Linked DNA regions of Mus musculus: regions 1, 2, 4, 5 and 6 are each linked to region 3. A link is a contact called in public HiCAR-type, HiChIP or PLAC-seq and promoter capture Hi-C data. All regions are on one chromosome and are shown on one strand. Each heading gives the region's core, a stretch centred on a gene start, on an enhancer-like site or on the middle of the called end of the contact. The rest is flanking DNA. Distances are from core to core; before and after follow the strand shown.

Region 1 (4,003 bases), core at 329-2,828, 630 kb before region 3:
TTAATCTGAGTGCTACCGATTTTAAATTTGACATTAAAATATCTATTATACATTTGGTAGAAAACATTTTCAGGACTCTGCTTAATTACAGTTTTACAGAGATGGTCATTTTTCTCACATTCTCCAGGTTCTACTGATTTTTTTCAGTCCCGAGGTTGTTTTCTTTTTATGAGAAGCCAAGATCTTCATGGAGACACCGTTTCTGCTTAACAAAACCAGGAAGAAGAGAAACTTGCAGCAGGGCTTGAATGTAGCTCAGTGTTAAAGACCCTGCATAAAGGCCTGGTTTGGTGAGATTACCAAACTCACAAAAACAGTGAAGGTGAGTGACCCTAAATTCTTTGCCACCAGCAAACATTCAATATGCGTAAACTTCTAAAGAGGTGCCAAAATTTTTTTTACTAAAAAAAAAAAAAAAAAAAAAAAAAAAAGACAATGAAGGTTTCTGAGAAATCCAGTCAGTCTAAGAATTCTATTTTCGAAGCATAATATAATATCCGGAACGGAACACTTACATACTATGAGGGGGAAAAGTTCTTTAACACAGTCACTTTGACAAGCTTAGAGAGATTATCCAGCTTGATTATGTAATACCTCCAGCAACGCTGTGCAGTCATGAAACATATTAGTAATTCTGCGGGAAACTCAAAAGGATTTCGGAAAGACAGCAGCTTTTAATATACTAATTTGAAATGAAGTCATTAAACTGTTGAATAACTTAACTATGCAGGAGCAGGTAAAATATTTTTCCTTCCACGAAAACAAAACAGAAGTACAAATAAAAAGTGTATATAAGTTTAAAATTGTATCAATTTATTTCAGGAGGTAAATGAAAAAAAGGGCATTGACCTGTGAAACTAAAAATACCTCATAGTCTTCCTCTAGGACGTGCTAGCTTTTTAAAAACGCAACTTCTTGGATGATAAAAATATTCAGGCAAGGCCAAAGCTTGAAGCTTGACCATCGCTAGAGACTGCAAGGGCTTGCCCTAGATGGCTGGGAGTTGGCCAAATCTTAAGTCTCAAAGAGGCGACGAGGCCAAACCGGATCCATTCGCCTGCTATTCTCTTGCCAGCACACAGGGTAGACAAAATAAAATGTCTCAGTATAAATTCTTAAATTTATATCTAAAGTAGTATAAATGCTTGCCTGGGCCATGCAAAGGAGGCTGGCACAAAGAAGGGGGAGCGACTGGGAAGAAAGAACACAGCGCCAAGCCCCTAAGAGTTCGGCGAAAAGCAGGCTGAGCCGTGGGCCTCCTTACGCAGCCACAGGGCTGTGCCCGAGAGTGGGTAGATCTCTGGACGGAGGCCAATCTCCCGCAGCATCCGGAAGGAAGCTGCTGTAGCGGGGACTGCAGGGCGCTTATCTGACTTTCTGCTGCGTTCCCGGGGTCTGCAGCCTAGGACGCCACCAGAGCCCGAGAACCCGGCGGGGGCGGGACCAGCAAGCCTCGACAGCCCACCCCTTCCAGCGCGGGGTGGGACCCTCGCGGCTTCCCGTCCAATCCCGTTCCCCGACGCGCACAGGGCGGGACCCTCGCGGTTTTCCGTTCTGGTCCGGCCTCAGGACAGCCCAGAGCCTGCAGGCCGACGCAGAGGGACAAGAGGGGCGCGGGAGGTGAGGATTCTGGGGCCGGCTGCTCGCTCTCCTTCCCCTCCCACATGGCGAGGGGGTCGAAGGGTATTGCAGTAGCAGGAAGCCGAGCTGAGTGCAGTCGGGCTGTGCGCCCAGGCGCCCCGTCTGGCGCGGGCGTGGTGCCCCCCCCCCCCCCCGAGCATCTTGCCCTTCTGGTTTGGGGTGTCCTCTCTCAGTTGCACCGGCCTCGCTAGAGTGCTAGAGTGCTAGAGTGCTTGATCGATTGGTTGGTTTTGCGTGTGCATGTTTCTTGGTTTTTCTCCCCTTGTCCTTATCCTCGGTGAGAAGCTGCCCTTGTTTTGGTGGGAGGAGTTTCTGAACTTTATTGCTTTCTGCTTCTGCTGCAACCTCCCCGCGGGCACCGGAAGGTTCCCTGTGCCCCTTGGGTCCATCTGATAGGCTGCTTGGAACATAGCTAGCTCTGTAGTGATATAAATCTCATGTCTAGCAGATGTCCGTTCTCTGTATTTCCAGCTTCTGTCACTATCCTCTTCTCCTTTCCTGATCTTTACTTGAGTGTATTTCTTCCTTTCCACAGTCACCAGGCTTGGCCAGTTCGGGTTCCCTGTGGTTTCCTTTCCGAATTGTTCAAGCAGGCTCCTGGAGGTCCTGAGCACTTCTTCGTGGTTTACTGGTATGTGACCCTATTTGTTTACTTCCTGGTTCTATTTTCCCACCTCTCTCGCGTTCACATCACCTTGCTTTCAGAAAGTCCACTGTCATCGTTTTCTTAATTTTATTGGAATCGTTTAACTAGTTTTATATGGTTGAAAACTTAAGACAACTCTTAAAGAATCTGTAGTCGGCTTAACCTTGCAGGGGCTAAGCACTGCAGCAGGCATAAAATTAGTACTCTGGTCTTCTTTGTGGGATCTGTTAAATGACAAGGAAGTGTAATGAGATCAGCTTGCCCGGCATGCTTGCATTAGTTTCCTATTGCTGTTACAGCAGACAGTGACATGTTTAGCGGTTAAAGGAACACAGACTTTGAGTTTCTGAAGATCTGAAGTCCGAGCAAGCTTAGCTGCTTACCCTGCATGGACGCACAAAAGGAGAGACCAGGGTTTCTGTTATGAGTTACTTTCTGAAGTTTTAGGGGGAGACTCCCTTTTCAGGTTCATTCGAGTTGGCAGAGTCTAACCCCTGTTCACTTGCATTAGGATTAATCCCATTTCCTGCAAGTCCTGTTTGTCTCTGAGTTCGTTAAGGACATGGATGTAGACACAGATCATTAAAGACATAGATGTAGACACAGAGGTGTGGCAGTATCTCTGCTCAAGCACTCAAATGATTAGGTTAGGTCCTCTCTATTTTAAGCCTTTTTTTTTTTTTTTTTTTTTTTGTAGGTGAAACCCAGTTGCAACCATAGGAGTAATGATGTTCTATCATAATGACAAGTTCTGGGGACTAAAAAGAGTAGGTAGGAGTTAGGTCATCATAACAATTCTGCCCATTATAGTCCATAATATAGTTGTTTCAGGATGAGTTGTTTTTATGGCATTAAAAAGTCTGATGACTAATTATATGGTTATACATGCCAAGATAAAGAGATTCAATTAAAGTTACTTGCCTAGAGCTGGGTGGGTGTTGGTGGCATATATTCCCAGCACTAGGGAGTCAGAGGCAGGCTGACCCATGTGAATTCAGGCAAGCCTGTCTGACAAAAGTTAGTTCCAAGCCTGCCTGGGGTATATAGTAATATTCTAACCCCCCCCCCCAAAAAAAAGACAAATTTTGAGGCTCAGTGAGATGGCTCATTGGATATTGACACCTGCAGGCAAACCTGATGACCCAAGTGTGATCCCCAGGACCCACATGGTAGAAAAGAGAATGAACTCCTGGGAGCTGTCCTTTGACTTCCCCGTGTGTGCTATGGCAGCCCACTACCAAATAAACGGTCCTGTTTTTTCTAGTCATTTGCCTAGGAGCAAATGGTTAGAACATGGCTGAGTCTATATTTAAGACCGAGATCCTAAATATTCTGTTAGATCCAAAGTGGTTTATCAATATTCAAATGGGATGTAAGCAGTAAAACGGAAGGGGTGGAGCTTTGAGGTCCTATGCACTGTCTGGTTATGTTACTGGAACAGTAGAACCTCCTCGCTGTAACAAAGCCAACAAGACATGGTATTAAGAAAGCAAGAGGGCTCTGTTGTTATCATCTAGTCTCACTATACTACCCTGGGCTGAAGCGTCCTCTTGCTACTGCAGCTAGGTACATGCCACCATACCCAGCACTGCGCCTTGTCCTCTCCTTCCCTTTCCTTTCACATCTAGAAGTAGGACCAGAAAGGTGATTCTGGCAATATGGCTTCTGTAAATGGGTCCAAGGTGCTTGTTCTGGTTGGCAGCCAGCTGGGTCAGC
Region 2 (4,200 bases), core at 535-3,034, 730 kb before region 3:
TTATGCACAGATATGCACAGATCTCCCGTTCCTGACTGCTTTCCTTTAACACCAAATAGACACACATGAGCGCTCAGTAACGTCTGCAAATAACGGAAGGAGCATTAGTGAACTTGAGCTCCCAAGCATGGCGAGCTGAGATTAGGCGAAGTTACAAGAAGCCAGACATCCATCTTGAAATGTCTTAGTAAAGCACCCCAAGACAAATCAAATTCTATATGGAATTTAATAATAAGTAATCTTCATGGTAGACTGGCAGCTTCCAAGTTTAGGATTCCCCATGACTGCCAGGTGGAGAAGTTCCCTGTGTGTGGTACAGGCTCTTCCCACAAGGTAAGAAACCCAGCTCTACAGTAACCACAGCAACTTTCAAAGGCTGACTGCTCCTATCAGGGGTCAGGGGGTCTACAGTCACCAACGTCATTTACAAGTGGGGGGGGGGGGAGGGTAAGAGAGCTACAGGTTAATCTTGCCCTGACTTCTGAGAAAGTTTTATGCTGAATACAGAGTTTCTTGATTGTCCCCAAGGCAAGGGGGCTGGGGGTGGGGAGCAAGTTTCAGAAAGTTAACGCTAAGTACAGAGAAAGACTTTTGTTGACTGCAGGCCAGAGGCTCTATCTAGTCAAGCTTCTAGAAAACGGTTAGTGCCTCTGCCTATTTGAGAGCTGGGACCCTTTGTTTGATCACCTCCTGGGATTGTGGCCAACATCCACCTTCATGGAGCTGCTTCACATCCTCATCCTCTTAAGAACTCTAGGTAAGCAATCATCAGAAGCAACCCTGGGCTCTCGATGCACTCCTGAAACCACTAAAGCCCTGGACGCACACCTGAAGTGTGGAGCTGGAAAGTGCGCTTATGCAACCTTCGCAGGACTTTCCCTCCACGGTGGGGTTTCCGCACTCTCCGTAAGGGCTTCCCACAAACTGCCCAGAACTTTCTGAACTTTTCTCCACTCCAAACTGCTCTTGGTGCAGAGTGCAGGGCAAACATCCCAAGAGAGGGGCGGGACGGCAAGAACAGTTCTTCCCACTTCCAAGTACCCTCCAGGCAGGCTGCAAGGAGCCAGCGGGGTGGAGGGAGGCGGGATTCTCGCACTCTGGCCCGGGGCCCACTCCCGCACTCACCTTGGCAGACGTCTCCCCGAACAGAGGTCTGTTATCCAGGCCGCTGGTCCCGTAGGTCCTGGTAGCAAAGTCCTCCATTTTAGGGCTGCTTCGCTCGTCCCCGGACGCTCAAAAGCGAGTCCGCATCAGCTCGCGAAGTCCGGACGCCCGCCCCTCACGGCGCACGCATGGCCCGGGCCCTGGGGGGGTGGGGAGGGCGGGAAATCCCGACGGGGCGACTGTCACTCCCGGGGGCCCCTGGCCGCTCCGCCCCAGCCCCGCCGTCCTCATCTCCAGCGGCCGCCGCGGGAAGTGAAAGGAAACAAACAGCGCTTGGCCGCCGCCCCGCCCGCGCCCGCCGCCCCCAATCTCGGCCGGGGCTCCACCGGGAGAAAGTTTGCCTGGCGCGAGTCCCCCGCGCGGCGGGGCGGCGGGAGTGAAGTTGCGGGCCGGGCGGCCCCGCACACCACCCTAGCTCGGCTGAGAGCTCCGCATCCGCCCGCTCGCGTCCCGTCCCCCGTGCTCCCCGCAGCCCCGGCTGCGCCCGCAAGCCAGACCTCGGCGTCCCGCGCCGCGCGCGCGGCGGATCCAGGCAGCGGCCGCGACCCCGAGCCGTGGCCCCCACACGCCGGCCGGACGCCGGCGCCGTGCGGCGAGTCCCCCCGGGCTCTCCGGTCCGGGACCTGCGGCCACTGTCGCAAACCGGTCGGGCCCGCCCAGATCGCGTCACGACTCAGGCAGCCAATCCCACGGGCAGAGGCGCCGCCTGGGCTGCAGAGCTTTATTTACAGAGGTGCGGGTCGTCCCACCGAGGCGCGGGTCCCCGCTGCCAAGCGTTTCTCCGCCTCTTGGCAATTGGCGGCTGCGCGGTGCACGTAGTGGCTAAAGCAGGGTTCTGAAGACCGACTCGAATTTGGCGTCTTAAAACCCGACAACCTGCTTCGACCACTCCAGGATTTGGATGTGGACACTTTACAGTATCGGAGGCAATCGTGTATGCGTGTTTTATTCTGTATTACACACAGAATAAGAGGTCCTAGTTTACATAAACAGTTAGGTATTTCGTTGCCTGGTCCAGTGGGGGTGCTGCCACAGGCCAGAGCTTCGCATCTTGGGCCTTTTTGGAGTCTTGGGGCTTAGAGAGCTGAATGGAATGGACAAGCTGCACAAGTACCGTCGCTCTACATTTGAAGTTCTTCCTAAAAGCTAAAAACCAAACAACTACACTAATAGGATTGGGCTGACACTAATACCTAGCTAGATTCAAGAAAGTTCGGAAAGTGTTAGTGTGCAGGAGACTCTAAGCTGAAGCGATACCTCCACGAACGCTTAGAATCTAGACATGGGTTCCAGTGCCACGCAACAGTTTAGAACAAGGGATGGAATAACAACCACAACGAACTTCCAGCCCTGAGTACACGTAAGTATTATACATATCCCCATTGCCCAATCATTACACGTGTTTTACAAATTAGCTGTTTACTCGCGACTTTACCTTAACAACAGCAATACTACATAATCCAGCACCCACTTCTATTAAAAGTTCTATTTAAAGATTCATATTAAAAGGTCCTACAAATTAATTCACTTACTTATATTCAGTTTCATTCAACAAAAAATATTTTTGAGGCTCTAGGCTGTAATCCTTTGAATATTAGGGACAGTCTAGACTAAGTAGCAAGACCCTGTCTCAAAATAATAAAATAAAAACTAACAATACTTTGAGAATCTGCTGTGTGCTAAGCAACTATCCACCAAAATAACACAGTAATTATGGGCCTTGGTCAACAACCCCAAAAGATGCCATAATACCAAATTTGATATACAGTCAAATCAAAATCCATAAAGTCTAAAATTCTGAAAGGTTAAAGTTCTGGAAATATTATTCTGGGAAAAAATAAAGACTTTAAATACAAGTATATTTTTTAAAGTATAGTTATTTGAGAAACAAGAGAACATATAGGCAACGTTTTATAGTAAAATAGGTAACATACATATTTGGAAATTATATTCACCTCTGTGCTCTGCTGCTGTGGTGACTGGGTGGGGAGGAAGCATTTAGAATATTCATATTTAGGTCACAGGCCGGGCAGAAATCGTTCTGTCGACTGAACAGAGTAACTCTCTCCTGGTTCTACTTGTACATAATTGTTTTCAAACCAGAAACCTCACTGGCTCCTCGGGAAAATATTACTTTGGTTCACCAAAAACTACTAAAACTTTCAGGGACTGCTCATCAGCTAAGCATGCTTATTGCTTTTGCTGAGGGCCTAGGTTTGTTTCCTAGCATCTGCATGTGGTTCACAAACATCTCTAATGCCAGTTAGAGTTAGATGACATATTTCAAAAGATTTTATTAACTGTGTGTGTGCATGTGCATGCATGTGCTTCCACATATGTGCTTCCAGCCAAGGAGGCCAGAAGGGTGTGAATTTCCTTCAATATGGAGTTACAAGCAGCTGAAAGCCACCCAACCATCGGTGCTGGGATCCAAAATTAGGTCCGCTACAAGAGTAGTGAGCGCTCTTAAATGCTGAGTCATCTTTCCAGGCTCCCAAACAACGTATTTTTAAACTAAAATTTTTGTTTTTACTAAAGTCTGTCAGCCTTCTTCCCGGAATTAAAATTTCTCTCCCTGATACGGGAGCCTCTTTCCTTGGGAACTGCAGTTTTCAAATTTTGACCTTTGTGGTAGTTTATATGAAAATGGCCCCATGGCCTCACAGGGAGTGTTACTATTAGAAGTTACTGTAGCCTTGTCGGAGGAAGTGTGTCACTGGGGGTGGCTTTGAGGTTGCAGATGCTTAAGCCAGGCCCAGTGTCACTCTCTCTTCCTGCTGCCTTGCCAATCTAGATGTAGAACTCTCAGCCACCTCTCCAATACCATATCTGCTGGCATACCACCATGCTTCACAACATGACAATAATTTAATAAACTCCTGAACTGTAAGACAGCCCCAATTAAAGGTGACTATTCACAGCAATAGAAACCCTAGCTAAGACAGCCTTCAGTGTTTCCAAATTTCTCATCTTCACCTTTTGAGATTATAATTGGGGGATTATAGGCTAAAGGTTCTGGACATTTGTATTGTGTTT
Region 3 (4,019 bases), core at 538-3,037:
GAGGTCTGTTATAATCTGCAAATAAAGATACTTTGGCTTCTTCACTTCCAGTTTTATTTCCACTAGTTGTCTATTGTTCTTGCTAAGACTTCAAGTTCTATATTGGATAGGAATGGAGAGAGTAGACAATCTTATCTTGTTCCTTTTAGTGGAATTGCTTTGAGTTTCTCTTAATTTAAGTTGATGCTGCCAATGGTTTTGCTCTAAGTTGTCTTTATTGATTAAGTATGTCCCCTGCATCCCAAATCTGTTCACAGGTTTTACGATGAAGGGGTGTTGGATTTTTCTGCAACTGATGAGATGATCACGTGTTTTTTGTCTTTCAGTTTTTTATATGTTGGATTACATTTATTGATTTACATATGTTGAGTCATTTCTGCATCTTTGTGATAAAGCCTACTTGATCTAATTCTTAATTCTCTCTCTCTCTCTCTCTCTTTCTCTCTCTCTCTTTTATTCTGGGGATCAAATGCCAATATATAGATTTCAAAATCTATAAAGCTCAAGTTCTAATTATGTTAATATGTGTGTTATTATTATTTCATCCTGGTGAGCCTCTAACATTTGAGAGGGGCAGTGTCTTATTTAGGGCTTTATTGCTGTGAACAGACACCATGACCAAGGCAACTCTTATAAGGACAATATTTGCTTGGAGTTGGCTTACAGGTTCAGAGGTTCAGTCCATTATCAAGATGGGAGCATGGCAGTGTGGAGGCAGGCATATGGCAGGAGGAGCTGAAGGAGCTGAGAGTTCTATGACTTCATCTGAAGGCTACTAGGAGAAGACTGGCTTCCAGGCAGCTAGGAGGAGGGGGTTAAAGCCTACACCCACAGCGGTACACCTATTCCAACAAGGCTACACTTTTGAATAGTGCCACTCCCTAGGTAGGGAAAGCGGCCTGACAAAGTCGTTTTCCTTATCTATTACTGGTGCAGGTTTGAAGCTGACAGATATAGGAGGAAGCAAACATATCACAGAGTATCCGGCTGACTCACTCTTCACAAGTCTTCCTAGACCTCTGGGAGACATCTGATTCTCCTGGAGTTGGGTTAACCACTCTCCCTTAGGTATCAAAATTAAAATGAAATCAAATGTCAATTCAAAAAAAGGCGTGGAGAATGGACAGAGATGTCTCAGAGGTTTAAAACACTAAGTGTTCCTCCAGAGAAAATGAGTTGGATTCCCAGAACCCACAAAACCTTCTGTAACCCCAGTCCTAGGGACCCAACATTCTCTTTGGGCCTCCAACCATAGACACTGCATACACATGGCAGGTGCACAGACACACCTGTCAGCAAAATACTTCATAGGAATAAAAGCATTGAAAACCGCCTTGGGAAAATTCTTACCAAAAAGGCTTTTCTTAATTGCACCTCACAATGTGTGACTCACGCCCAGCACACAGTAGGCCCTCAGTCCAGATCTGTGGCAAAATTGACTTGTCCTGCACTCAAGGCATGGTCTCTTGGAAACACAAGAAATAGTAGTAGCTCGTGAGCAACCCTGTGGCTCTTCGCAGAACTTGGGGGCGAATTCGGGGTGCGGCCACTGTGCAGGTGACCTCCATCACCTCTCCTCCTTTGGTGTGCAGTCTACTTCTTGGGTTTTGGGTGGCTATGGTAGCGTCGCCTTAGAGACCAGCTAGCTGTGCGGGGAGGGAACTACATTTCCCAGCTACTCTGGTGCGCGCGGCCGGGTGCGGCGCGTGGGGCAAGTGCACCACCAGGGCCCTGCGCACCCGGCTCTTTCCCCCCGCTGTGCTGGCCACCAGCCCGGGCCTCCGCCTGGGGATGAGGTGGGAGGCGCTAGAAGCCACTTAGCTACAGGCTGGCGCCCGAAGCGGCGCTCGCTCGCTGCCCCCGCCACCGAAGCGCTCGCCAGGCACAATGCAGCACTGAGGCCACGGAGGCTGCGGTAGCGGCTCGAGCTGGGAAGGGGCGGTTGGGAGGCCGAGCCCCAGGCCCGGGCAAGAGCAGCTGAGCGCCGCCACCATGCAGGCAGCGGCGGCCGCGTCCTTCTGGCTGCTCTGCGTCTTGGGGACCTGCCCCCTGGCGCGCTGCGGTCGGGCAGGTAAGTTCGCATTTGCCGGGGTTTCCAGGACTCTTTGGAGCCTGGAGGACCCTCTAAAAGCCGCACCCGCATTTCCACAGTGCGCCGTCGTTTATTTTTTATTTTTATTTTTTGAAGGTCGGCGAGGAAGGGGTGTAAGCACACATGTGTGGGGGACCCGAGGATGCATCAGCAATCTGGGGTCAAATGCTTTTTTTTTTTTTTTTTTTCTCTTTCCTCCTGCAAAAGAAGAGTCTCCTTCAGGAAAACGGGAAAGGGGTGCCCTGTTTCTGGGCCCAGAGATGCTCTCGAAAGAGCTGGTTCCAGGGCTTTCCAGCTGGTGTCTCTGCGTCCTTCCCAGTTAGGTCCAGGAGGGAGGAGGCGGGGAATAAGGTGATGAGGAGTGCAGGATGGAGGACTGTGGGTCAGGGTCATTATTTTTTGCTGTTTCTCTCTACTCCCTCCTTCCCTCCTTCCCTCCTTCCCTCCTTCCCTCCTTCCCTCCTTCCTGCCTGCCTGCCTGCCTGCCTGCAAGGAGTCGCCTCACTGAAAGGACTGGAGAGGGGGAAAGAAAACCGCTTCCTGGAGCGCCAGAGCATCATACCACTGCGCCTCATCTATCGCTTGGGCGGCGAGGATGAAACTCAGCACAACCAGCTCGACACGCGGGTGCGGGGCGACCCTGGCGGACCGCAGGTGAGTGGCGGGGTTCGGGAGATGGTCCTCCACACTGCCCAGGGACCCCGCGTTTGCTTAGGGTTGCCCTGGAAATGCGGTGTACCGGGTGAAAAGAGCACAGTCCTAATTTGATTCCTGCATGATACTCTTGGTGTAAGTGCAAAAAGGAGGAAAAAAGGAACCAAAAGAAGGGTAGGCCAATGTTTTGCAGACGTGCTAGGGGGTAGGGGTGGCATTGGATGCTCCTAGTAGCCCTGTAACCTGAGCTAGGGACAAGAGGCACAGACCCTATCTCCTTAGTCAAGTGAAAACTGCACGGGGTAGGAGGAGTCTATTTAGGCAGGATATGCATCACCATCTTTGTTGTTTTAACTCTGAGAGAAAACATTATAAACCAGGATGATTATTGTAGAAAGAAGAGAGGAGAAGAAAACTAGGCTGCTCTAAGAAACCAAACTAAAATAAACAACATCTCAAAATCCCCTGGTCACTCAGATTTGTGAACACCAGAGACATGCCCATTCAGTCCTAACCTAAGGCCCGAAAACGGGTCCTCCTTGGGTGCGATCATTTTAGTGAGCACTTATATTGCTCTGAAAGCTAATTTATTTCAGTACTTGCATTTTAATCAATACCAAACATCTATAGATACGAATGAGTACTGCTAACTCTAGCAAATATTTTTGGGACTGTAAATGTTTTTATGTTTGTATAGATCAACCTGACAAGTCGCTCATCTACAAGTGCATCTGAAGTTCATGTAGTTGATAATTGAAAACTTTACTTAAGTAAAGATAAGCTGGGCAGTTTCATACCATAAATACATTCAACACTAACTTAACTGTGATGTGATAATGTACTCAGTTATTCACGTGTTTGACATATGTAAAGAGTGAAAATTATTTAAGTCTATATTTGCACTCGAATATTTGGCTCCATTAAAATTTTGTTGACGTAGGTAGAAATTCAGGGTAACTTGTAGTATCCATGGATGTTAGATTAATGTAGTAGAGAACCTAACATGTCCAGCCCTTAATGAAAGATGTTATTATCTGAATTAATGCTTGGCAGCTTCTTGTTTCTCTTGTTAAATTTTGGCTTGTTTCCATGGAAAACCTGCAGAAGGGAACCTGTCTTATTTTTCAGTTAGTTAATAATTATTCCTGTGTGGGAGTATTCTGATGCTTGTTTGTAGCCTCTTATTAAAAACAAACAAACAAACAAAAATCTAGACACAAACACACACAAACTAAACAGAGGAATATAGTGAATCCTAGCTTCAGTGACGGGG
Region 4 (4,246 bases), core at 422-2,921, 900 kb before region 3:
ATCTTGCCACAACAGTTGTGGATGTCCAAAAAGTTGAATTCTATAGAACCCCATACACTGGTTTATTCCCAGGTGACAAGTGGCAGGATACATATCGAACCAATACTAGCACAAGCTGAAATTATGCACAGCTGTTTGTTTGCCAAGACTTTGCCCCGATTCACTAGCTACAGTACAGCTGCATATTCACACCCAAGCTTGCCATCTGACTTTCCATCATTGTGGGCTGCCCTGGGGCATGTATTGTAAGAGAAGAAGATGAAAACCCAGGGATGATGGATGGTGTCTAAAAGGAGGATACTCTCATTCCGAAGTGGTTCCAGCAAGCACAGAAACAGAATCTTGCCGTTCTTCTCAAAAGAAGCTAATGGCTAACCTATTTTTGCTGGATACCTATAAAGAACCTGTCACCCTGATTCCTAGCAATCTTCCTTAAAACAGCGTGTGTGCCTCACCTCTTCTCCAACAGAATCACTCAAAGTAGGTCAGAAATGTTACTTCCTTCCCCTCATTGATTTTCATTAAAAGAAGGCACTTTCTGGAGCATGAAAGGCAAAGGTAAACACACAAAGCAACTTCCAGTGACACCCTCTAGAAATTGTTGGCACAGTAAGTCTCGTTTTTCCCAAAAGCAGGAGAAAGATCTAATCACCCAGAATGTACCCTTCTTGGCTATAAAGCAGCAGTGATCTTAAACTGTAAAGTACTCAGCTACAGGACTTCAACCAGGTGAAGAACCTCCCCAAAGGAACATATTTGCTTTGCCCATTCTAATTTTCTACATCACCAACCCGCCTCTTTCCTAAGTACTTTCTTCTCTGCCTTCTTCACATCCATGTCTTGCCAGAATGTCAAGAGACCACACTGTTCTGTATTTGAAAGCTGAGAGCTTGAGAATTGGATGAAAGCATTTGTGGAGACTGGGGAGCAGAGAAATCAGGAGAGGGAGGGTGAGTATCTAGGTCTCTCAAAAGCTATAAAGCCTTAGTTTTCTAAATCCTATGGGGCAGGGCTTCCCCAGTCTCCTCCCCTTCCTGAAATTTCTTTCTCAAACCCAGGTCCTGAGACCTGGCTCTCCAAAGGGGGCGCAGCAAAGTCCTTCAGAAACCCCCAAACACCAGCACGGAGAGAAATACACCACCAGAAAGACAGAAAGCCTCTACACCCGCTCCTAGCCAGCTAGCAGGGGCGAGCAACTTCATCCCTGGGCAAAACGAACGCCCCTGTCCTCCAAACCCGAAAAAGGTGATGGTCACTCTGAGCCCAGGTCCCCGAGATCGCCCCACCCCACACCCCGCCTCAAACTCCAAGTGGGGACCCGGTGCTGCTCACCTCTTGGCACGCAGGAAGCGGGCGGCCAGAGGAGGACGAGTCTCCAGCCCAAACTGCCTGGCAGCCTGCGAGCGCCCAGCAGCAAATCCAGGCGGGGCTCCAGGGCAGCGAGAGCGCGCGGCGGGGACCCCCGGCCGGTCGCCCCCGATCCCTGCCTTTCGCCCGCCGCAGGGTGAGCAGCAGCATCCCGGCACTGAATGGACTCCGGCGAGGAGTCTGGGAAGCGAGGACCGTGCTCTTGCCTCCTCTGGGCTCAGCTCAACTGGGCTGATCTGCACGCTTACAGCTCGGCCGCTCGCAGCGCGGGCAGCCGGCGCCCGAGCTCCCGTCACGCCAGAGGGAGGGACCGTGGGACGCGGGCGCGGCGCGGGGGCGGGACGTGGGGCGGGGACGCGGGAGCCGGGAGCAGGTGGCGCGGGCTGCGGCTGAGGCCCAGCCCAGCACGCGTGGAGCGGTGGCGCTGCCAACCGCGCAGGAGCCTTGTGACAAGATTGAGGGATTCAGAGAGACCAGAGACTCCGGAGTGTCGCTCCTCTCTAGACCCCTGTCGACACCCTAGGGATATCTCTTATAAGGATCCACGCCTCAGAATGAATTTCTACAAGATTAGGGTTTGCTGAAATGGCAGAGAGGAAAGAGGCCTGAGGTTTGTAGTATTGAGCTCGGTTATCTCATCTATTTAATGAAAATGATAACAGTAGCCACCACGTGAGGTCGCCATGCGGGTTAATTAAGTTGATGTGCACAAAGCTCTTGGAAGGGTGCCTGCCTCACAGTAGATGGGAAAAAAGTGGTGGTACCAAACCTACTTCCTGCTGATTTAGGTATTATTTCATACAGATGTGTAGCTTTTGGCGAACAAACCTTTTTGCTTCTGGGAAAGCATTTATCCTGTACAAAAGCTGCAGTGGTGGTCTATTTTATGTGACCCACACGCACACACTAGGCAGTGAAGGGTGATATGTCAATGGGAGGAGCTCAAGGATCCTCTGACCCAACTGACACACTAAATATAAATGGACCTGAATATGTCTGCAGCAGCTACGTTCACTCAAATATATATACATTTCCTTTCGGTTTTCTTCCACTTACAGTTTAGGAGTAGCCAAACAGGTAGGTGGCTCTGTTATCGCTTCGGTTTTTATTTCCTTTGTTTGTTTTTTTATTCTTTAATCCACCAAGAATTTATGTGAGCCAAATTTATATTATCTTTGTCAACAATTAACCATATGTCTATGAATTAAAAACACTTTCTTTATTAAAACAAAGCCCATTTTATTCAACATAAGTAGATTAAAGTACAGATTTGCCTAAATAGCATTCTTTGTAACTCTCAATTAATAATTTCCTCTTAAAGGATTAAACAGCTTAGAGTTACTAAGTATACATTGCTTTTCTTTTGTGCAGGGTACATCAGAGGTGAACTTCAGTAACACACAACAGTCACAGAACTACATCAACAGCACCACAGCTACAGGCATACGTTCTACATAGATTTTTCTTCTTGCAAGTAAACCAGATTGCAATATTAAATGACCAAAAAATTTAAATCCTCTAAGCACAAAAATGTTAGTAAGTATGAATTCAAGTAGCGAATGTTTGAAACATAAATTTTATGTAAGCGGAATGAAATATTATAAAAGTGTTTCTATATGAACCTCGGAATGAGAACAATTCTAGAAAATGTGCGTGTGGATTATGCACTCCGGAACACGGATATTCTTGAAAACAATTTGACAGCATACTAAAATATTTTTACTCAGTCAGGGAACATGATGGAAGAGGAGACCAAACAAATATAAGAGCCAGAAGGAAGATAAAGAGGAGGGCTGCCTCAGGCTATCTCTAAGTACCACATAGCCTTCACAGTCCTGAATTCACATCAGCCACGCCCAGTGCACTGGGCTGTTAACAGGAAATCATGGGTCCCAGGGGACTGTAGCTCTCCTTCATGAACTATTGACTACTGATGAATTCTGGAGGAGGGACAGTTATTGCGTTCACTTGTGTCCCCAGAAGTGAGCCCACCAGGTGAATGTGTGAGCTACCAACCCACATTCACACAGATGTCCCTGGTTATGCTCAGGTGGTGACAAGACAGAACAAAAAAGCAAGCATTGAGTGTAGAAAGGGACCTGTCCGGGAAAACAGGAATGGGAGGAAGATAAGGGAGGGAAAAGTGGGAGGCACCACAGCACATTATAAACATATTTGAAATTGCCAAAGAATAAACTTAATTAGAGTTATCAAAGTATGAGTACGCCTTTAGCTTTTTAAATTTTTATTTAATTTTTTCATACACTATATATTGATATTTTTCCCTTCCCTAACTCCTTCCAGATCCTCCCCACCTCACTACCCACCCAACTTCATGTTCTTTCTGTCTTTCTGGTCATTTTTAATTCTAGCCATCTAAGAACTAGTGATTAAGGAGAGCAAGATTTTACATTCACTGTTGTTTAATTAAAAATTAAATAGCCTAAGTGCCCCCAAAAGGGGGATAGTTAAGTAAGTTATGCTCCTTCCTGTGGTAAAACTATACTGATATTAAAGTTGTATTTTCAGAGAATACTAAGAGACTTAAGGAAGTGCAATGATACTTTATCAATGTTTAAAACCTGGAGACTCACCTTAAGTAGCTGGTCTCCAGGTGTGGCAGGAGAGAGTAGGGTGTGCAGTTGGGGTGGGTTTATTGAAGAAGCCTGGTTAAAACAAAACCAAAGCTGTTGGCAGAGGTTTTCTAATAAACTAATAGCAAGACAGCTGTTTGCTTTCCTTTCTTCTTCTTTTTTTTTTACAGTATTTGTTTTCACATTCTCCATAATTATTGTAGTCTTATTATAGCCATTATGTATCATTTGCATTCTCTGTGTTCTTTTTTTGTCAAACAATTCAGCCATGGGAGAGGGATCAA
Region 5 (3,722 bases), core at 949-3,448, 530 kb before region 3:
CAGATAGGCAGACCTGGTTTCTCTGCTACTTTGTGAATGCAACAAATACAGTCCGGACCTCAGGATCATTTAGCTCTAAATTGTTGCTGCCAGAAAATGCTCCCCAAATACCCATGGTTCTTTCTGCTTATTTCCCCTTTCTCAGTAATTGACTTAAAAATAAGACCTACCCTAACCACCCTCCTTAAAATGGATAGACACTTCTGCTATGTTCTCCTAATTTTCTCAGTCTTCATTAATTTTCTTCACACTTGGTACCTTTCAACAGATGGACATTTGCCACTGAATATATACAAGAGAATGTGCCACAGGCTATGCAGCATATCTAGAACAGGTATATTAGCCCTCCTCAGTTTGTTGTGCCTAACAGAAGTGGGCTTAGCTTTCCTTGAAGGTACCGCCCTTGGTATTATTATATAAAAATTAGTCCCATATTTCATTTTGTAATCTTACAATATCAAGCTAGTTCTAACTTTGTGTATTTCGGTTTTGAGGTGTTTCCTTCTTCCTAACCACATGCTGTGAGCTTCTTCTGAGAGCTTCCTGGGCCCTGAGTGTTACTACACCTTTTCCAGGGACTGCTCCTTCTAATACTAGTCAGTGTGCTCAGCCAGTATAATACATAAATAGCCGTCTTCGTGAAAATGCCATCTATTAATAGAGTCACAGTCATCCCCAGCCTAAATTGCCAGATGACAAAACCACATTTTTCTATTAGAAGTAACACCATCCATACATTTGGGGTTTGTTTGTTTGTTTGTTTGTTTTTGTTTTTGCTTTTTTATGACTCGATATGGACAAACCTAAATTTTCTGTGAATAAATGTCACGATTCTAAGAATGAGTAGGGCGATGCCACGGTCCAAAGCAATTAACAGAAGCAATGCTTCAGTTTAAGATTCAGATAGGCATATTTGTCAGTTGGCTAATCAGGCCCCTTGCAGCTTGAGAACCAACTACAGAAGCTGATAAATTTTCTCCCTCTAGAAGACAACTTCATGACACATGTCAGTTTGTTCCGGGTGGCCTAGCATGAACTCAGAGACTGTAATAGCCTCATAAACTATTTGAAGCTGAGGGTAAAAATGATTCACTGTCCCCACAGCGAAAGAGGAAACACGCACACACTTGCCTAGGCCCTTCTGCCTGACAGAAAGCCGTATGTGTGCTTCACTGTGGCTGGGGGAGAACGAGAGTCAGGGAGAAAGACAGACCCACTGGCAGGGGAAGCGTCGAGGTTCACCCTCTTGCAACTGGGGGAAAAAAACTGATTTCGAAGCAGAAGTTAGTGAAGAATGAGGTTGTTCTCCATGTCACCCCCTAGAGAGGAGAAATAGGGCAAACAGTCTACAGATGGGAGAAGGGGAAGACGAGGCAAAGAAGAGAAACACAGGAAGAGGGGGGCCTTGCTTCGCTACCCTTGTTCAGAAGTACAGCCATCAATAGCAGGTGTCTGAAGTTCTACCAACTCGAGTAGCCAGATGATGGCTAAAAAGAGTGAAACGTTTACTTTATAAAAATACAGTGAATGTTACACAACGCCAATATTCATCAAATCACCCGTGTCCAGGGGAGGGGGGCGCTTTTGAAGACAGCCTCTTCTCTCTGAACCTGTTCCAAAAGGAGCCTGGGAGACAGTCCTCAAGAACACTTAAAGACTTCATCCCAAAGGCCGGAGGCATCAACCGGTTCTCACAACTTCTTTTCAGGACTCCGCTATAACGGAAAAGCCAGTGACTCTGCGGTCCTGTATACCTGATGCTGCCTAGTTCAAAGTCGCCGTCCAGGCGCCGTGCTGTTCCGTTTCTCGCTGCCTCAAGATCCATCTCAGCCTGGGGAGAAACCACAGCCTCAGGTCCAAGTGCACCCGGCTCAGCTGCCTGGAGAGGGGGACCTCCAGGCTCCGCGCAGAGCCGGCGCAGAGCCGGGGGCACTGGTGGCAGCCGCTCCCCGGCAGGTCCCACCGCAACTGCCTTCCCTCGGTCCCTTTCTCCCGCCGCGTCCTCCCTCACCTGAACTTCACGCGCGTGTTGGCCGCAGCGGGTGGCGCGCAGACCTGGACTTTGCTCGCCGCGGCTCGTCCCCGCCTCCCACACGCACCCGGCGCCGGCGACGCCTCCCGCTGCGGCGGGGGCGAGGGCCCGGGCCCGCAGGAGAGCTCCCGCAAGCCCCGCAGGCTCTGCAGGCCCCAGCGCCACCAGCGTGTCGCCCTCGCCGCCAGGGGCGCGCGTCTCCGCGGCCGCCCACCCGGGCGAGCTGCCAGCAGCCCGCAACGCAGCACCAGCTGCAGCCGATAAGCCTGCTCGATGCCTCCTCTGGCAGGCTACGGGCCCCTAAAAGTGACTGCCACACCTCCCCCATGCTGAGTTTTCTTTTAGAACACACTGGGGAAGTAATTTCCACCAGTTCAACAACCAGGCGCTCTGAGATCCCAATAGGAAGTTAAGTAGCGAGGTCGCCACTTATGCATCCTCGGCTCGAGTCTATATGGCACCAAATTGCAACTAACACCCCAGATGCTGAAGATTAAGCAGGTCCAGCCCAGAATCGTCAGCTTAAACTCCTTGGAGATGAGGAATATCGCTGGTGTCCCACACGGGGGAGGGCACATAGAGACACAGAACTTGGGGGCTGAAAAGGATTCCCCTATTAAAAGCACACACTTAAAAAATATTATTCATTTTACATCCTGATCTCTGCCCCCTCTCTCGGTACCCGCCTCACACAGTCTCTTCCCCAATCCCCCTTACCCTGTCTTGTCAAGTCTCTGCAGGAATAGGTGAATCCTCTCCCACTGAGACCAGACAAGGCAGCTAGCTTCCAAGCTTCACAATTTGAATTTGATCTCTGCTACAGACATAGTGGAAGGAGACAATGGTCTCTCAAATTGTTCTCTGATTTTCATACATGCATCATGGAACATGTGCACTCCTATACATCAAACCACGTGCAGAAAATAAATAAAATGAGAGAAAAAAGCACGTACTTTTGGTTTGGTTTTCACAAAAGTGAAGACATCGGTGTTCAGAGAAGCTAAGTAACATCTCCATTCCCAACGCTGCATCTTTCAGACTGGCACCGATGCAAAGCCTATTGACTGTGGCTGTTCTGATTTCCTACTCTAATCCCTCCATGCCAAATCGTCTTACTCTTAGGGCCTATGTGAATATGGCTTCCTTGTGAGTTCTCATCGATTTCTCCACTCTTCCCAAAACGAAGGCGCTAAATCAGATAATAAAGCGACACCTTCTGAGCTTCAAGCAAGCAAGTTTCATACTTAAGAGCTTCACAGGTCAGTGTGTGGCTGTGGGCACTGCTTATTTCTCTGGGCTTCAGTTTCTTAAGAGTCTGTCTTCCTTATTAGGTTACTGTGAAAGTACTTAGTGTTGCTTTTAAAACATAGCACCTGTATAATATGTGGCTTGCTTTTCTCCTAGTCCAGTGGCTGAATTTGCGGCTGAGCCTTGTTCTGTGTGGCATTTGCACAATAGCTGTCTAACTGCTTTCCAGACAACCTTAAAGTATGAAGAGTAGAAGAGTTGTCACACAGACCCTGAAGGCAGCTCTGCTCTGCCGTTTACCGGTGCTCTGGCTTTGGATGGGTTATTTAAATCTCAATTCAGTCTCAACATCCATTAAAATAGGGGATCTAGTAAGGTTGGAAACAATGAGTATAAAGTGTCCTCCACACTTACTAAATGACAACTACTGTCATGGTTAAAA
Region 6 (3,699 bases), core at 330-2,829, 790 kb before region 3:
CAATTTTTGGATGATTTTTCTTTACTACGTAACATATATTTTAATTCTTCACTACTTTAGTGCCAAATAAAGTTCTGTTGAATAGATGTGCCTGCTTGTTTATTCATTCACCTCCTGGTTAGCCTCTTGGTTGGTTGCATGTTTTGGCAAATGTGAATAAAGCTGCTGTAAAAAACTTGTGATTCCAAATTGCATTGGCCATCAACTCCTATGAACCTTGCTTGATTTAAGAGTATGCCTGATACATCTAATTTCACTCCCCTGGGGGGAAAAAATGATTTTCCCTTTCCCCAGATCTACCATTTGCAAACAGCTTCTTGATTAGGAATGGGACTTTGTGTATCACTAGTAGTGAAAGGAAAGCAAAGTATAACGTGTATCTGCTGAATCATAAAAGCAACACCAATAGGAACCCCAATGCTCAGAATTGTGTATCTTAGAACTTTTGGGTTGGTTTGGTTTGGTTGAGATGTGTTCTATGTAGCCAACACTGCCTCAAAATCCAGTCTTCTTTCTGCCTCAACCTCTTCTCTGCTGAAATTAATAGGTTCGAACAATTGTGCCCAGCATGGGGCAAAAGGCAACTTTTTTGATGTTCTCATCATAGAGTCTGCACTTTTTGTAGCAGTGTTTATGGCAGAAAACCACATCTGACCAGTGTGCAGTTAAGTGACTGTAGAATGCCTATCCCTAAGTGGGTTTTTATAATGCAATCCTTACACCAAAGGTATAGGAGCGTTGCTGAAGATGGGGGGCAGAAAACTTGAAAGAGTCAGGGGAATGGGAAGACTTCTGTTTTAACACCCACCACTCAGCAGCTGTGGTCCCATGCATACCACCACTCCACTCCACATTCCAGCATGGATGGCGAACAAGGTTCCATCTCTGGCTAGGGAGCTACAAGCAGTCAAGACTGCTGAGGAAGAGTCAACTTCCTTCCTGAAGAGATCAGATTGTTTTCCCACGTCCAAGCGGGGCGCAGCCCTACACTGAAGTACATCTGGGCTACATGTGTGTACCCAGAAATACACCCCTACAATAGGACATGAATTTGAGTCGGGGGCATGTCAGGGAAAACACGGGGAGGAGTTGGAGTGGATAGGAAGGAGTAAATATGGTCAAAATGCATCTATTCATGTATGAACCTGATTCTTAAAGATTGGCATGGGAACAGGGCTTCTATTTTGTTCATCTCTAAGAATCCAGAAAATAGAGCTGCACTCGGCATAGCTACCAGCACTGAACTTTAAATGCATAAAGAACTGTAGTCTCCTAAAAGCGAGGTCACACTCACGGAGGTCACCTTTCACAAGAATTATAGAGACACACCGCTCCCTCTTCGCTTCGGAGATTGCGGAAACTAAAAGACAGATGGTGCAGACGCCTGCCAAGGGAAAGACCCTCCTTTACGTCTATCACCCGCCACAGCTCGACGGCGACCGTCCGACCCTATCGCTCGCTGAGAATGGCGCTCGATTCCGCAGCAACCCATCAGCTTGCCGACGCAGACGGAAGTGACGTCGGGGGTGGCGCGCGGGCCCGCCCCCCAGGAGAGGCGGGCCGCAGGGGGGGTGCTGGGAGGGCGGGGGCGGGGCGCGGCCTCGCGGCTCCGTTTCCGGTGGCTGGTTGCGCTCGCTCACCCCAGCTGCAGCCACTCTCTCCCGCGGCTGCTTCCTCCATCCTGGTATTTTTTGGAGCCTCCATCCTGGTTCTTCCAAAGTGCCCGGACCCAAAACAGGAAGTAAGTGCGATGGAACCTTCAGGTCCGGGCCTCCGCCGCAGCCGCTCCGCCCAGTGCGGCCGAGCCGGCCCCTTCGCGGGCCTTGGCTGTCGCCGGCTGGGTGCCGCGGGCGGGGTCGGAGTCCGGGCTTCGCTTAGCCGCCGCGGCAGGCCCCGCACGCCGCGCCCGCGGTCTCCGTCGCCGGCTCAAGCGGCCGCTGGCGGCTGGAACTCCCGAGCGATCCCTGGGGCGCAGCGGCGAGCCGGTGGGGGCGGAAAATGGCGGCGGGCTGGAGGAACTAAATGGCGCCGGGACCCCTGGGGGTGGGCCCGAGTCGCGGAGGACGGCGCCGGGGGCCCCGCGGGCGTGTGCGTGCTGGGCGGCGGAGCTGCCAGCCTGGCTTGGCTGGGGTGCACTGAGCCCCCTCGGCTGCGTGGGTGGGGTGGGCAGGGCAGTGGGGGCGGGGGTCGTCCCAAGCCCACCATTTCTCCTCGGCTCGTTTGGCCCGTGAGCCCCTCGCCGGTTGGACTCAGCGAAGGAAGTCATGGTTGCCAGTCGGACTTTCTCTTTAGAGACCGCGCGGGACGTGGCCTGGGGTGCGGGGAGAGTCCTGGCCCAGCCAACTAGTAATTGTCAGGATCGTGCGGAGCAGACCTTTAGCGTTTCAAAACCCTCTTTGGCCCTCTAGCAAGAACTTTTTTTTTTTTTTTTTTTTTTTTTTTTGAGAATCTCCCCGCAACCTTAACGAGTTTTACTCCGAAAGAAGTGGTCCAGTGCCATCCTGTGCTGTTCAGTGATACAGCATATGTTTTTATAGTTAAAGACTTCGGTGTAGCTAAAGAAAGAGTGATAGCCCGTGATTGCTTTTGTCAGCCCTTGTACCTCTTTCTGACAGCTAGACTTCCTTTGGGACAACCTCCAAAGAAAAATGCATTTCAGTACTGTTTGTGATGTGTTATGTCTTAAGCTAGATGTACTGACTTTTATTAATTAGAGCTATATTTTCGTGTTGTAAATAACTTTTGTGGCTTTTAGGCTGTAAATTAAGAAAGAAAAGACCTTTGATTATATTGAAAGTTTTACAAACATCAAAGGCTATTTTCCTTATAGATTTTCTATTTCTGGTACTGCAAATTTCTTTAGGCCAGTCTTAAATTTACCTTAATAATTCGAGTAATTTACTATAACATTTAAAACAACTATAATAACAAAATATTACTAGCTTTTTACTGTGGTAGAATAGTGATACAATTTTGTATATTTGGTTAAACTTAGACAAACTTAAAATCCATTTCAAAGATTGTTATGTTGAGTGTACCAGGTCAGTGAGAGACTAATGATATTCTCCACAGACGTGAAAAAACACTCCTATCTATATGAAGAATATTATTTATTATTTTATGCTTTTATCCCACTACTGTCTTTCCCTGGTGCTTTTGAGTACCATCAAGTAAGCTAACGTTTCTTCATTACTTTAGATTATGATAGTCTTACCCAAACTGTTGTTCAGGGGGATGATCTAGAAACCTGCCTGGTCCACTGACTCTTTCAGTTGAGGGAGACACCTGGTATTGTTACCATTTTCTTGTCATATCTGTATGTTTAGCAGTTTGGGGGATACATACAAAATACACTTTTTTCCAAGTATTCAGGTTTTAACTTTTCGAAGGAGGAAATCAGTTTTAGTCTTAAGGTTTGAGGTTGGAAATAGAGTGTATCTGGAAAATAGTTACTAGTGTCCTCTGGTTGGTCTTTTCTTCCTTTCTTTCTCTCTTTCAAGTTGTGCTTGCCTATATCATTCTGTGTCTGTCCCAAACAAAGGCCTTGCTTTGCATTTATTAAATAGCACAGAAAATGTTTGGGAAAGAACTAAACCATGTTATCAAACTATATCCATATTTAGCATTCAATATTTATAGTAAATATGTTTTATTTGGGGTTGCTTTCAACCTGTTGGTTGCTTTCAGCAATGATGATCA

What was found. Promoter capture Hi-C pulls out the DNA fragments that hold promoters and counts their contacts. HiCAR-type assays count read pairs that join an accessible place to other places. HiChIP or PLAC-seq counts read pairs in DNA pulled down with a chosen protein or histone mark.
Region 1: a promoter capture Hi-C map of embryonic stem cells shows a contact between it and region 3, with 2.4 times the contacts expected there. The contact joins the promoter of Crot here to the promoter of Adam22 in region 3. A contact is called at or near these places in 1 of 39 promoter capture datasets (embryonic stem cells) and 1 of 115 datasets of contacts at active chromatin or transcription factors (bone marrow-derived macrophages).
Region 2: a contact with region 3 is called in a HiCAR-type map of astrocytes, with 2.8 times the contacts expected there. The contact joins the promoter of Tmem243 here to the promoter of Adam22 in region 3. A contact is called at or near these places in 4 of 39 promoter capture datasets (cranial neural crest, embryonic stem cells and hematopoietic stem and progenitor cells), 1 of 115 datasets of contacts at active chromatin or transcription factors (astrocytes) and 1 of 9 other capture datasets (macrophages).
Region 4: a contact with region 3 is called in an H3K27ac HiChIP or PLAC-seq map of microglia, with 6 times the contacts expected there. The contact joins the promoter of Elapor2 here to the promoter of Adam22 in region 3. A contact is called at or near these places in 1 of 39 promoter capture datasets (liver) and 3 of 115 datasets of contacts at active chromatin or transcription factors (astrocytes, embryonic forebrain and microglia).
Region 5: a promoter capture Hi-C map of neural stem cells shows a contact between it and region 3. The contact joins the promoter of Abcb4 here to the promoter of Adam22 in region 3. A contact is called at or near these places in 3 of 39 promoter capture datasets (cranial neural crest, hippocampal neurons and neural stem cells) and 1 of 9 other capture datasets (adipose tissue).
Region 6: a contact with region 3 is called in an H3K27ac HiChIP or PLAC-seq map of epiblast stem cells, with 9 times the contacts expected there. The contact joins the promoter of Dmtf1 here to the promoter of Adam22 in region 3. A contact is called at or near these places in 2 of 115 datasets of contacts at active chromatin or transcription factors (astrocytes and epiblast stem cells) and 3 of 9 other capture datasets (adipose tissue, liver and macrophages).

Annotation. Positions count from the first base shown.
Region 1 is chr5:8,994,721-8,998,723 of GRCm38.p6, reverse strand. It overlaps Crot (carnitine O-octanoyltransferase), which reads left to right and starts at 1,578. Exons shown (of 18, transcript NM_023733.3): 1 at 1,578-1,620; 2 at 2,177-2,272.
Region 2 is chr5:9,098,321-9,102,520 of GRCm38.p6, reverse strand. It overlaps Tmem243 (transmembrane protein 243, mitochondrial), which reads right to left and starts at 1,784. Exons shown (of 5, transcript NM_001081029.1): 1 at 1,662-1,784; 2 at 1,126-1,304. The coding sequence starts at 1,203.
Region 3 is chr5:8,365,928-8,369,946 of GRCm38.p6, reverse strand. It overlaps Adam22 (a disintegrin and metallopeptidase domain 22), which reads left to right and starts at 1,787. Exons shown (of 31, transcript NM_001310440.1): 1 at 1,787-2,071; 2 at 2,586-2,746. The coding sequence starts at 1,993.
Region 4 is chr5:9,263,543-9,267,788 of GRCm38.p6, reverse strand. Elapor2 (endosome-lysosome associated apoptosis and autophagy regulator family member 2) reads right to left here and starts at 1,671. Exons shown (of 22, transcript NM_172706.4): 1 at 1,333-1,671. The coding sequence starts at 1,518.
Region 5 is chr5:8,892,197-8,895,918 of GRCm38.p6, reverse strand. Abcb4 (ATP-binding cassette, sub-family B (MDR/TAP), member 4) reads right to left here and starts at 2,198. Exons shown (of 28, transcript NM_008830.2): 1 at 2,012-2,198; 2 at 1,755-1,831. The coding sequence starts at 1,825.
Region 6 is chr5:9,159,656-9,163,354 of GRCm38.p6, reverse strand. It overlaps Dmtf1 (cyclin D binding myb-like transcription factor 1), which reads left to right and starts at 1,579. Exons shown (of 18, transcript NM_011806.3): 1 at 1,579-1,741. Gm46901 (predicted gene, 46901) reads left to right here and starts at 2,445. Exons shown (of 1, transcript NR_166570.1): 1 at 2,445-3,699.